Regions from separate parts of the Mus musculus genome. Here all the other regions are linked to region 3. The links are chromatin contacts, called in public Hi-C maps. All regions are on one chromosome and are shown on one strand. The core of a region is the stretch at or near the end of the contact, and the rest is flanking DNA. Distances in the headings are between cores, read along the strand shown.

The links. A called contact is a pair of places that touch in the nucleus more often than the background predicts.
Region 1: a contact with region 3 is called in a Hi-C map of the N1E-115 cell line, with 5 times the contacts expected there. The contact joins two enhancer-like sites.
Region 2: a contact with region 3 is called in a Hi-C map of the N1E-115 cell line, with 5 times the contacts expected there. The contact joins two enhancer-like sites.

What each region holds. Positions count from the first base shown.
Region 1 is chr9:116,910,023-116,913,804 of GRCm38.p6, reverse strand. The region is part of intron 4 of Rbms3 (RNA binding motif, single stranded interacting protein); the gene reads left to right. Among named protein-coding and RNA genes, the nearest start is that of Gm39452, 280 kb to the left of the region's middle. Within about 2 kb of position 1,489, at least 23 of the 459 cell types and tissues checked have an H3K27ac peak or open chromatin away from gene starts, as enhancers often do. A contact at or near this core is called in the N1E-115 cell line, where this site is marked.
Region 2 is chr9:116,637,893-116,642,111 of GRCm38.p6, reverse strand. The region is part of intron 10 of Rbms3 (RNA binding motif, single stranded interacting protein); the gene reads left to right. Among named protein-coding and RNA genes, the nearest start is that of Gm39449, 110 kb to the right of the region's middle. Within about 2 kb of position 1,976, at least 42 of the 459 cell types and tissues checked have an H3K27ac peak or open chromatin away from gene starts, as enhancers often do. A contact at or near this core is called in the N1E-115 cell line, where this site is marked.
Region 3 is chr9:117,569,962-117,573,924 of GRCm38.p6, reverse strand. It overlaps a transcript of Rbms3 not described here. Among named protein-coding and RNA genes, the nearest start is that of Gm39450, 150 kb to the left of the region's middle. Within about 2 kb of position 2,559, at least 50 of the 459 cell types and tissues checked have an H3K27ac peak or open chromatin away from gene starts, as enhancers often do. A contact at or near this core is called in the N1E-115 cell line, where this site is marked.

The sequences.
Region 1 (3,782 bases), core at 240-2,739, 660 kb after region 3:
TGGATTGAAGGAAGCAAGGAAGGAAGGAAGCAAGGAAGGAAGGAAGGAAGGAAGGAAGGAAGGAAGGAAGGAAGGACAAAAACAGGCAGGCAGTGATGACAGCTGAAAAACATATTTCCCTGTGACTTAGTCCCTATTGGTCCAGCAAGGACAGCTAGCTGCAAGAGATGCTAGGAAATAAATATTCAGAAGAGATGATCGTTGCCGTCCAGTGTTAGTGTTTAGTTACCACTTTCCTTTTGTCTGCTCATCTGGAAGAAAGATAGGATATTCACAGTATACAAAAAAATAACCTTTCATCCATAAAAGGTAAGACATAGTTACCTCATAGTTTAGGCAGGACCTAGGTCCTGCCACATTGGAGCATTTTTAATAGGAAAAGCATTGCCATCCTCCCCTGCTTTTTATATTATTAGAGTAAGTTTTATTTATTGCTACTGGCTAAGGAAATGACCCAATGTGGCCTCGTAAGACAGAATTAATTTGCAGTGACTCCAGCTGAAAAGTTGGCTGCCTTTTAACTTAATAACTTGAGAGTTGTCAGTCTCCTTTGAAGTTAATGATAGTTGTAAAGTGCAAATAAAAATTTTCCTAAAGGGACTCAAACACTGTAAGGCTAATGAATGAATGCCATTGCTAGAACTGTCCATGTATGTGTTAGGAGAGGGCGGTGAGTGGGACGGGATTTGAATTTCATTATGATTTCCTTGCTTCTTGTTTTGGCTTTTGGGTTAGAAACTGTCCAATCATTTTCCCCTTAGAAATAAAATTTAGAACACTTAATAGGCTTTTAGAAGCAGGTTGCATATTAGAAGCAAAGCTCTTTTGTCTGAAGGGCAGTGTTAGAAGTACTTGGGATTTAAGCACCACCTCTGGGGTCCCTATATTCCCACAGCAGGACATCACACAACAGATGAAAACTCAGTTGCATACCCTGGCCTTTCTGACATGGGGTGTGATGTTCCAAATAGATACAGGAAATTCTGTCTTAAATGTGTTTTGTTTTCTTTAATGGATGATCTGACTAAAAAGAAAGAAGAAAGAGAAAAATAAAACAGCTGAAGAAGAGCTGCTTCACTACAGAAGTGAACAGCCGCTCGCTCTTCTCCAGTGTTATGCAAACTGGGTCATTTCCAGGCAGCAGAAGGTCCTGTTGCTAACTTGTTCTCAGGTTATCAGTGGCTGAGAGGCTCCTAACTAGGCTGATGCCTCTCTCTCTCTCTCTCTCTCTCTCCTCTCATTCATTTGTGGGTTTATTTCTACTGAATGTACTAGTCAGAAGAGATGGCTGATTGATATCCCCAGGGTCGGTGTTTCCTGTTGGTGCCTGTGCAGATGAGGCTGCAGGAGGAAGCTGTGCTTTTGGCTGGCTGGGTTTCCTCTCCAGGGGAAGGAAAATCTCTGAAAGCCTGAGGGGTGTGCTCTGCCCTCCCACCAACACTCCCCATCCTGGAGTGTTCCATTCCCTTTCATCTGAATGCCTCAGAAACATTTGAAGTCTGCAGAGATCTCCAAAGAAGGGACGGCCCAGCGAAATCCAACTGTCTTTCCTCTAGCATTGCACCCTTGATGGAACTTGGCACCAGGCACCTAATGATTCAGATGGAATTAAAGGATTCTGCCTCATTATTCCCTTTTCAAAAAGCAAGCTTTCCAGAACTCCAATACCCCTTGAAACTTAGTGGTAGTTTTTTAAAAAGTGTTTTTAAATGCCCCCTTTGCCAAGAGATGCATTCTTTTCAAAAGCTTATGTTTTATGATTTTCCTGCCTTGAAGACAGTTGCCTGCATGAGGCACAGGTTTTTATGTGCATCTGTTCATGTGTCTGCATGCTTTGCTGTATTGCAGATTTTGGCAGCTGCTGGGTAAGGAGTTCTCCTGGGTCTAGTCCTTGTCTTTGTGAAGAAAAGAATTCAGTCAAGAAACAAAGACAGTTTAAGCAGGAGTTTATTTGGCAAAATAAACACTCAGAAGAAAGATTGGAGTGGACTCTGTTGAAGAAGGGGTTAGCAATATAGTGTGGGCAGAATTATGGATTTATAAACACATTTTTAATGGATGGTATATTAATGGGGCGAAGTGAGCCTTTCCCTCCCTGATCAGGGTGATCCCTACAAAATCTCACAAACTGTCAAAACCACAATACAAATGATAATGACAGTGAAGTCTTTTGAAGAGGTGCACCATTTGTGAAGGCACTGGGGAAATCCCAAGATGCATAGTTTGTTTTTTTAGCTAGCAACAACTTATTGTGAGCTTCAAGGACATTTAACACAGAGTGTCATTCCCCTATCAGGAGACAAAGCTATGAAATAGAGATGTGGTTTCCTTTTGTTGTCTCCTGTCTAACTCCTTGTATAAGCTGGGCAAACACATTGCCACCGAGCTACATCCCCTGTTCGCAAATCTATACTTTTATTATTATTATTATTATTATTATTAATTATTATTATTATTATAAAAAGGTTTACTCATTTAGTTTTTTGTGCATGTTGTATGCGTATCTGCACGTGTACATGTGTATCATGTGCATGCAGTATACACAGAGACCAGGAGAAAATGTCCTATCTCCTGGAACTGGAGTTACAGGTAGTTATAAACTGCCATGCCGGTGCTGAGAATCAAACCCTGGTCCTCTGCAAGGCCACCCAGTGCTCTGAACTTCTGAGCCATTTCTCCAGTCTCTTTCTGACTCTTTAACAAGCATCTCAAGCTGTTCCAGAGGAAGATCCAAGAAGCAGTCCTCCTGTAGAGCAGACAGCATGACGGATGGGAGACTAAACACTCTACATTCAGTATTATCTCCCCAAGTCCCTCGTTCCCTCATTATGGGATATTTACTATCAGACTGAATTTATAAAGAATTTAGTACCCATAATAACATGGGCATTGGAATAGACTATCTCTCTTCATAAAGTGGGAGAAATAGCTTAAAGGGCAATAAAAAAGGTTGCCTAGAAACACTTAGTCCTGGAAGCTTTAAAAACACCCTGGGATGCAGATGGTATTTAGACCTCCTCTCCCTTTTCTTTGTCACTGGGGAAAGAAACAAAAAAAAATCTTTTTGAGACCATTTATCCTATTTGGACAAATAATTGTTTTTGAAAGTGTATTTCTTCTTATGTATGTGTGTGTGTGTGTGTGTGTGCATGTGCACACATCTTATGTATGTGTGTGTGCATGTGCACATGTACTATGTAGGAGTATGTGTGCATATGCACATGTATTATGTGGGGGTATGTGTGCATGTGTACATGTATTGTGTGTGTGTGTGTGCATGTGCACATGTATGCATGTGTGTTGGAGGGCAGAAGGCAACTGTGGGTACTTTTCCTCAGTCATCATCATTTGTTTCCAACGCAGGATTTCTCAATGACCTGGACCTTGTCCCGTAGGTCATGCTTGATCATCACAGAGCCCCAGGATTTGCCTTTTTCTGCCTCCCCAGTACTAGGCTCGCAAGAACATGTTTGGGTATTTTTCACATGAGTTCTAGCAGTTGACTTCAGGTCTTTGTACACTTTAACAGCTAAGCCATCTAGCACTTAAAAATAACTGTATTCTAGCTTAACACAGGGCAAAGGGCATGTAAGCGTGGGGTGCAACTTGGCAATTACACAAGAAAATATAGCCACACACTCCCATTTCTACCAAACAAAAAGATTGTGGAGCCTTCAACACAAATTCAGTATGACTAAGAAAGGGAAAAAAAAAAAAAAAACAACCTGATAGAAATTCGTTCCAGTAATTTCCTCGCATGTCATAGCTGTCTCTGAAAGCAT
Region 2 (4,219 bases), core at 727-3,226, 930 kb after region 3:
TGGTGAAGTTCCAAGCCAATGCAATATTCCATTTCCAAAAGTGGAAACCACAAAGGGACTGACATTGTGTGAATTGCTCTCTGACCTTGACACTTAGGCCATATACATTATATGCACTCACACTCATTCATGCATCCACACACTTGAACACACACTCCCACACCACAGTGCTTAAGAAAATTTTAGGTATTTGTATGACTGTCTGTGCTGTGTGTGGCATGTGTTTGCCTATACTTGAGGTGGCACAAAGAGAGCATCAGATTCCCTGGAGCTTCCTGGCACAGTTGCCAAACTCAGGTTGTCTATAAGAGCAGCCAGTGCGCCTAAACTCTGAGTCTCCCCACAGTCACCAAAGCACTTTCTGACTTGGAATTTTGTCTAATCATAATTTTCCTGTAAATTATAATAATGCATAACTGACGTATACTATGCTTTGGAGTGCAATATAGATACAGAATAGAAGCTTGGGAGGTGTGAAGACCATGTGGATCTGGGGACGTGGCTCAGTGGGTAGAGTGTTTAGGCATGAAGTCCTGAGTCAGGAACTCTGGTCATTGTTAAGGATTTTTAAATTTAAATGAAAATTAGCCCCAGAGACATGGAAAATTAGCTTGCAAAGACTTTTGCTACTTGCTGTGTGCAATTCCTGTCTGTATAGATTGCACACGTGTGATATGATGTGGCTTCACTTTAAGGTGCACTCTACAAAGAAAGGATCCAAGAACAGAAAAGAGGGAAAGGAATCCACGTGAGGGGGATTCCTTGGGCTGCGTGGCCCCCAGATTATCGTGCCTGTTTTCTACTCCGACGTCCAGTCGGTGGTATTTGTTTTGTTTTTGTTTGTTTGTTTGGGGTCTTGGGGGGGTGGTTGGTTAGTTTAGTTTGTTTGTTTTTCAGAAATCACTATGAAACATTTTGTACAGTTGAAGGGAACTAGAAATTTTGTACAGTTGAAGGGAACTAGGCCTGTGATAGCCTTTTGGATTTCAAACTAGACTTGGGGAAGTCATTCTGTCCCTCCAGTTTGGTTGTAAATGGATCAAAGTAGCTGAAGCTTAGTGGTTATCCCTAAAGATAGGAAATGGTTCTTGGTGCCTCTTCTTCTTTCCCAACAACAGTCCTTTAAAACCTTGTGGGTTTTTTTGTTGCTGTGATAAAACACCAATACCAAAAGCAATTTACATAAGACTATGTTTATTTGGACATGCTGTGATAAAACAGACAAAACACCAACACACACACACACACACACACACACACACACACGTCGGTCATTCACTATTGCTGTTGGTCATTCACTGTTGCTGTTGGTCACTCACTATTGCTGTCAGTCATTCATTCACTATTGCTGTCAGTCATTGACATGAACTGCCTGACTTTTAAGCCGCTTATGTTCTCTGTGCTAAAAATAGTTCAATATAAATAAACTCAAGGGGATATTTCTTCTAAAAATATGATGGTGACAGAAAGACAAAAACAGATTGAGGACAAAATAAAAATTGACCTTCAGTTATATTTTTAAAAGTTATGTTAAAGGGTTCCTATTTAAAAACTCAGTTGCATAAATAGTCTATGAAATAGAACATCTAGTGTGAGCCTTGGTTGTCTTGGCATGAAACACCAGGAGGAGACAGGCTGGTGGGGGCGGGCCATGGTTCTCCTTCCTTCCCTTCATTCAGTTGAGTAATTTTCTTTCTTTATGCTTTGCTGACGCCCTTCTCACCTTTGACTTTGTCAGTCCTGCGATTTGAAACATGGGACTTATATAAATGTGTGTAGAAAGGGCTCTAAAATGCTCAGCTGCTCACGTGGAAGTTTTGAGACCAATCAGCGGCTTAGTTCTTTAGGAAATTACCCTGCCTCACCTCTGTGAGATACAGGCTTGGCCTGTTTGAATTTGTTGTCCTGTATTGTGATGATTCACAGTCAAAGGGCCAAGCCCTGTAACAATGGCAAAGCAGCACAAATGAAGGTCATTGCTCAATCTCCTGTTTATCGCTGGAGCGGTGGCTCAGCAGTTAAGAGCACGCTCCTGCTGCTCTTCCAGGGGACCTGAGTTTGTTTCCCCACACCCGAGTTCAGTATGTGCTTTCAGTGCAAGGCACTGCCTGTGTTTTGTTGGGTGTGAAGAGTCCCATGATTTTATCGGGAAATGAATGAACCTTCAAAGATTTCAAACTCATTTCAAATACTAGCAGAAGCTCAGCAAACTGAGATCCTTCTCTGATGTCCAGTTTTAAATACTGAAGCTCACAGCAGCAGCAGCAGCAATGGAGACAGAGCCCAGCCCAGCCACCTGCAGCCAGCGGAATTCCCTGCCCTTTTAGTGACCTCCACTCAGATGAAGCCAGACCCTTGACTATACTGCAGAAAAGAATTCCAGGAGAGGCCTGAGAGCAGTAAATTAGTGAGCCTGTTAAAGAGAGCTAGCTTTAAAGAGTAACCACCATTTAAAAATTATGTAGAGTTTTAAAAGTAAGCAAAAACATGCGAGTTGATTTCCTAAACACTTTCTTTCATTTTTTTAAAAAGAAGTTCCCTTTATAAATGAAATTATAAGGTGGTTTTATGAAGTGTGCTGTTTATGTTCTGGGATTAGAGATGAGAGTGCTGACATAGTTCAACTCAAGGCTACAAATACCCAGGCCCCGAGTAAACCTGGTCTGTTTAACACCCTTGTTTGCAATGCCCTTCAGAAAACAAGAGCTGTCTCTGCAGGCAATCTTTACCAGTTATCTGGACCTTCTGAGTCCCTGCCAGCATCCCGCGGGAATCTATTCCTTCCAGAGTCCTTTAATTTCATCTGTCCTCCTATCCTGCTTCACTTGAGGTGACTTCTGCATACTTTACCCAAACCACTGCTGTCATTCTTACTTCTGGGATGTGTGACCATCTTGTCCCTCTGATGACAGGAAGAAGGACTTTATCTCATAGCAGCAGTGGCTCCCATGGACCATATTGCCTGTCAGCCCTGAGACCATTGCTTGCTTTATTCGGAGGAATTAAAGGCGTGCACTACAAGATTTTACTTTGCAACGTAAACACTGAGCAAATCCAGACATCCAGAGATGCTGAGAGGAAAAAGACGTCTCTTCTTGTGCTGCCATTTGTCCAGTGGATGCTTTTCAGACAGCACACTCTATATATTTCAAGGAGACAATGTCACCCTTACTGTGTTGGCAAAGGCTGTCACAGAGCACTCCAAAGTCCATAGCTTAAGTGCATCAGTGGGGACAGATTTGACAGTGTATATTGAGGATGCTGGTTTGCCTTAACAATTGTAAAGTTTTCCTTCTTTTCTCTTTCACATTTCCCCTTTGTACTGCACAATACAAAAGAGATTCTGTTGACATTAATAAGCACCATTGCTGACAAACACCATTCTCTGTTGCGGTAACCAAGGCTTCAGACCCACTAAGGTATCTGTCCTTGATAAAGCACCACCAAAACTTCATTTCTCCAGTAGGTTCTTGTCAGTCACTTCCAGTTAACTCACTAATTGTGAACGTCTTCCATCCCCTTGAGATTAAACAACTTAATGTTCTTGATAACTTGTGGGGATTCTCTGTTCATTGGACATTTTACTGACAATAAGCAAATATTCTTATGAAATTTCTCCCAAGAATCTCCATAGCATCATTTGTTTATCGACGGTAACTCATCTGTTTGGGGAATCTCTCCATCCTATTATTTTTTCACTCTGTGCTTGGTCTTGCTATTTACAATTCCAGATTATGACAAGTCCCTTCCCACTCTTCTGTGTGATTGGCAGATTTTGGGTTTATAGGCAGAACAGTGCGCCGGCAGCTGCCATCAAATGACTCCCTATACACGGCTTTCTGTGAAGGAAGTCTCCGAGAGATCAGACAATCTTCTCTAAATTAATTCCAAGTGCAGGCATCCTGTCCCTCTGTTCTTATCCAGTGAGAATTTTGATGGATCTGTCACAAGCTTGCCCACCTCCCTCACTGACTCCTTCCCAAACAAAACCTTAAGTCCGTCTCTCATATAACACCCCAGGGAGAGAGCAGGTTCCTCAGCATGGGAGAGGATAGATTTTGCATGCACACACACACACACACACACACACACTGTGGGTTTCATTGTGGCTTTTCATATCTGTTCCTTTATGTAAGTCTTAAGACTGATTAAATTGAGATGGTTCTGGAACTGTGGTAGGTGACCTCTGGGCTGGGATAGACTGGTGGCAGACATGCTA
Region 3 (3,963 bases), core at 1,310-3,809:
TTTTTAAGGACTTCATCAGAGTAAAGAAGTCAATTGACATAAAGCCACCTGGACACAGTAAGAGAAGCGTATACATTACTAGTAGGGAGGGAAATTGTCATTGGAAAGGAGGATTAATCATGGGACATTATGTGGATGGGGTCTTGGTTGTAGGCAACCAGCATTAACTGTGGGTGATTTCAGAAGAGGTTGGACATCCTTAAATGACATTAGTTGACATATTGAACAGTCCAGAATGGTGACAGAAGACATGGCTACATGAGGAAACTGAAGAGTGCAAATCAAACCTTACTAACGGATCTAGTCTACTGAGGATGCCTTTGTGTTGTAGGTAGTGTTATCTACTTGACAGAATGCAGAATCGCCTGGACATGGCCACACCTATGTGGGTATCTTTATTACCTTAATTGAGGTAGATAGATTATCTTTATTGTGGGGAAGGCTATTCTCTGGGCAGAATATCCTGGAGTGTATGAAATAAAGTGGATCAAGTACATGCAAGAATATATCCCTCTCTGCTTCTTGTCAGAGATGCAATGTGGCCAGCTCTATGAAGCACCTGCTGCTCCAATTTCCCCATTGTGATGACCTTTAGCCTGGAGCTCTCAGTTAGAGCTCTTTGTCCTTTAAGTTGCTTCTGTCTGAGAATGTTATCACAGCATTGGAAAAATAACTAAGAGGCCATGGAATGTCAGGATACCATCTAGAACCTTCAATACCGCTGATAGTGAATGCCAGACAGGATTGGATAAAATGATGGTCACACACTTTGCTCCTAGTTGCACAACATGTCTTCTGCAGGGACTAGAGTCAGAACAAGTTCTGCATTCCACTAATATTGGTAAAATGAGGACTTGTGTGAATATAGGAAGAGAGTATTGAAAGTGAGCAGCAAAGAAGGGAGGTCAGATCTCATTTCTGTTGACTTTCCTGCTCTTTCTGGTAATTGCTTGTTATCCTCTACACTTACAGAGGACTGTATGCAAAACTACTGTTACATTCTACAGTCCCTGATCAAGAGAAAATGCTTGTACCCAGAGATCTGTCTATAAAGTGTGTGTGAACAACATTTCTTTCCTCACCTAAGGCAAACAGTTGCATAAGTCTTGACTCCTGGGAAGAATGTGGGCCAAAGGACAAACAACTAGGTCCAGGCTCCTTTTGTCCTGTTATCTACTTAGGTTGGAATAATTACTTCCCTTCTTTTCTCACCAATTCAGTTAACATGCACCAGCTCAAGGAAATTACATTTGCTCACGTAGATGTGCAAACAAGCAGAATGACAAGGACTTCTCTCACAGCTACATAGATAGAAATTGCATTGGGGAAAAGACAGTTTCTGAACTCAGTTGAGTCCTCCATAGATTAAAACAGAGATCTCTTGAACAGTGGCTCCCTTGCTGCCTTACCTCTACTCATGGTAAAGTGCTTATTGTCATAGTCAAATACTCTTGTGGAAGTGAAGAAAAGCACACAGATTTAGAATACTACCCTTTATTCACAACAGTAAGGAGTCCTTTCTGATCAAAGAAGGAGCTAAGGGCCTCCCACGTGTACACCAAGAGTGTCTAAGGGTAGATATCAGTTGGGAGACGGCTTGCCTCATATGCACAAAGCCCTGAGTTTGCTCTCCATCACAGCAGGTGGTGCATGTGATCCCAGTTTTCCAGAGGTGAACGGGGGAAGACTAGAAGTTCAGGGTTATCCTCAATGCATAGCAGGTTCAAGACCAGCCTGGAATAGATACAGAAGACCAAAACAAAACAAAACCAGCAAAAAGAATCCACCAAGAGTCTCCTACTGGTGTCTTGACATGGCTCCTCCTTCTCTGAGCAGGTTCTGCCTGCCTTTATTAAGTGCCTTTTGTTTAGATTCCTGGTCTTGTCTTCCTTCTGTCCTAGCATCTAATTCATTTTTTGGTTTACTCATTATGGTTAATGGTTAGTAATGTTCCTAAGGGCAAAGAATGTTTATTCTCGCTAGACCAGTGGTTCTCAACCTAAATTGGTCCTAGTGCTATGACCCTTTAATAAATTTCCTCATGTTGTGGTGATCCCTAATCATAAAATTATTTCATTGCTTATTCATAACTGTAACTTTGCTACTGTGGTGAATAAATAAATATCTGATATGCAGGATTTATGACATGTGACCTCTGTGAAAGGGTCATTTGACCTCCAAAGGCGTCACAATCCAGAGGTTGACACCCCCTGCTCTAGAGCTGTTTGGTTCTTAATGCAGTGCAGTTTTTAGTTAAGTCATTGTTGAGTGCATGACTAAGTAGGTACTGGAACACTGACTGGATGAAAGATGTGAATGTAGTCTCCACTGAATCATGGAATCTTAAGAGATCTTGATCTAATGCAGTAGATAGATGTCCGTGAAATACACATTTTAAGTACTTACAGTGAGGCTGGTAGTGTGTTAGGAATGGATGATAGATCTCTGGATGTAGCTGAATACATTTCTAGGAAAAGACAGTTCTCAGGATATAGGTCAAGCTCCAAAGTGCATTTCAGCAGCAAGGGAGATGACTCAGCAGGTAAGAATGCTTGTTGCACAAGCACAAGGAAATGAGTTCATGCCTGGAACACATCTAAAGAGCAAGCATATCGCCCTGCCCCTGCTTATACCCTTAGTTCTGTGGAGGTTGAGACAGACGGATCACTGTGGCTTGTGGCTTTTAGCTGAGCTCCAGAGTCAGCGAAAGACCTTCTCTCAGTTGGATCAGGCAAAGAGCGATAGAAAAAGGGTACCCAATAGTGGTCCATGGCTTCCTTGGATGCGTAGAATTCGAACTCACAGACTTGAGAGCATACAGCACATATGCACACTAAATAAGTTAGTTTCTGTGGGGTGAATTTGTAGAGATGGCCAGCAAAACTACTTTTTAAAATGCTTTTATGTTTTCATTTAAAAGCATGTCTGGCTAGAAATACACAATGGCTTGTTTCTCTCAAGCCATCCATCTGTATATGAAAATTATGCATGTTTAGTTGAGGATATAGTAGAAGACAATATCCTAGGACATGCTAGAATAAAGGACACCGAGGGGAAAACATCACAAGGAAAGGAAAAAGTTGTCAGGGTTTCCACAGGTTCCACAAAGCTGAACAACCAAGTAGCACCTAAAAAGGAGAACATACATTGTGGGTTTGGAAAAGACAACGCTGCGTGTGTTTATACTGTGCAAAGTAAGATGAGGAGGGAGAATAGAGAGAGACCTATTCTTGGCAGTGCATTGGCTAAGAGCATGGGAAAAATTCCTTGTGGAAAGCTGAAGCAAAACAGATGGGCTATTAGATTATCAGTACATGGCCCTAAACCAAGGAAAAGACCCTATCTTGGAAGAATTTACATTGAAGGCCTGGTGGGAGGGCTCAGGATATGAGCACACAAATCTAAGATTGAGCCGCAGAGTGCACATAAAATCCCCAGTGTGGCGGTATGTGCTTATAATCTCAGGATGCAGAAGTGGAGATGGGCGGATCCCGAGTCCTCTGAGCCTGTAGGCCTAGCTAAGTCAACAAGCTCTATATACTACTAAGAGACTATGGCTCAGAAAACAGGGTGGAAAGTTCTTGAGGACTGATAGCTGTGGATGACCTCAGACTTACACATGTGAACACCCACCCACAAGCATAGCCTCCATGAGTACAAAAACATGTGCACACGCACACCTACAGAAAAGATTTTAGTGAATGCAATTTGGTTTTCAGGGAGTTGAGAGAAACAGGTTCTCATCACATAATTCAATACATTACTAGTGTCTTCCCTTGTTTGCTGGTGTAAGCAGCTATTTATAAAATGTTCTTTTTAAGTAATAAGTAAAATTCAGTCTTATGAGGTAGCAAAAATGGTGTTATTCTTATTGCAAAAATTATGTGTAAGGATGGGTATAATTTAGATCAGAAAATGATTCATACATAAATGTTAAAATATAGAATTATTTACAGCAGTATA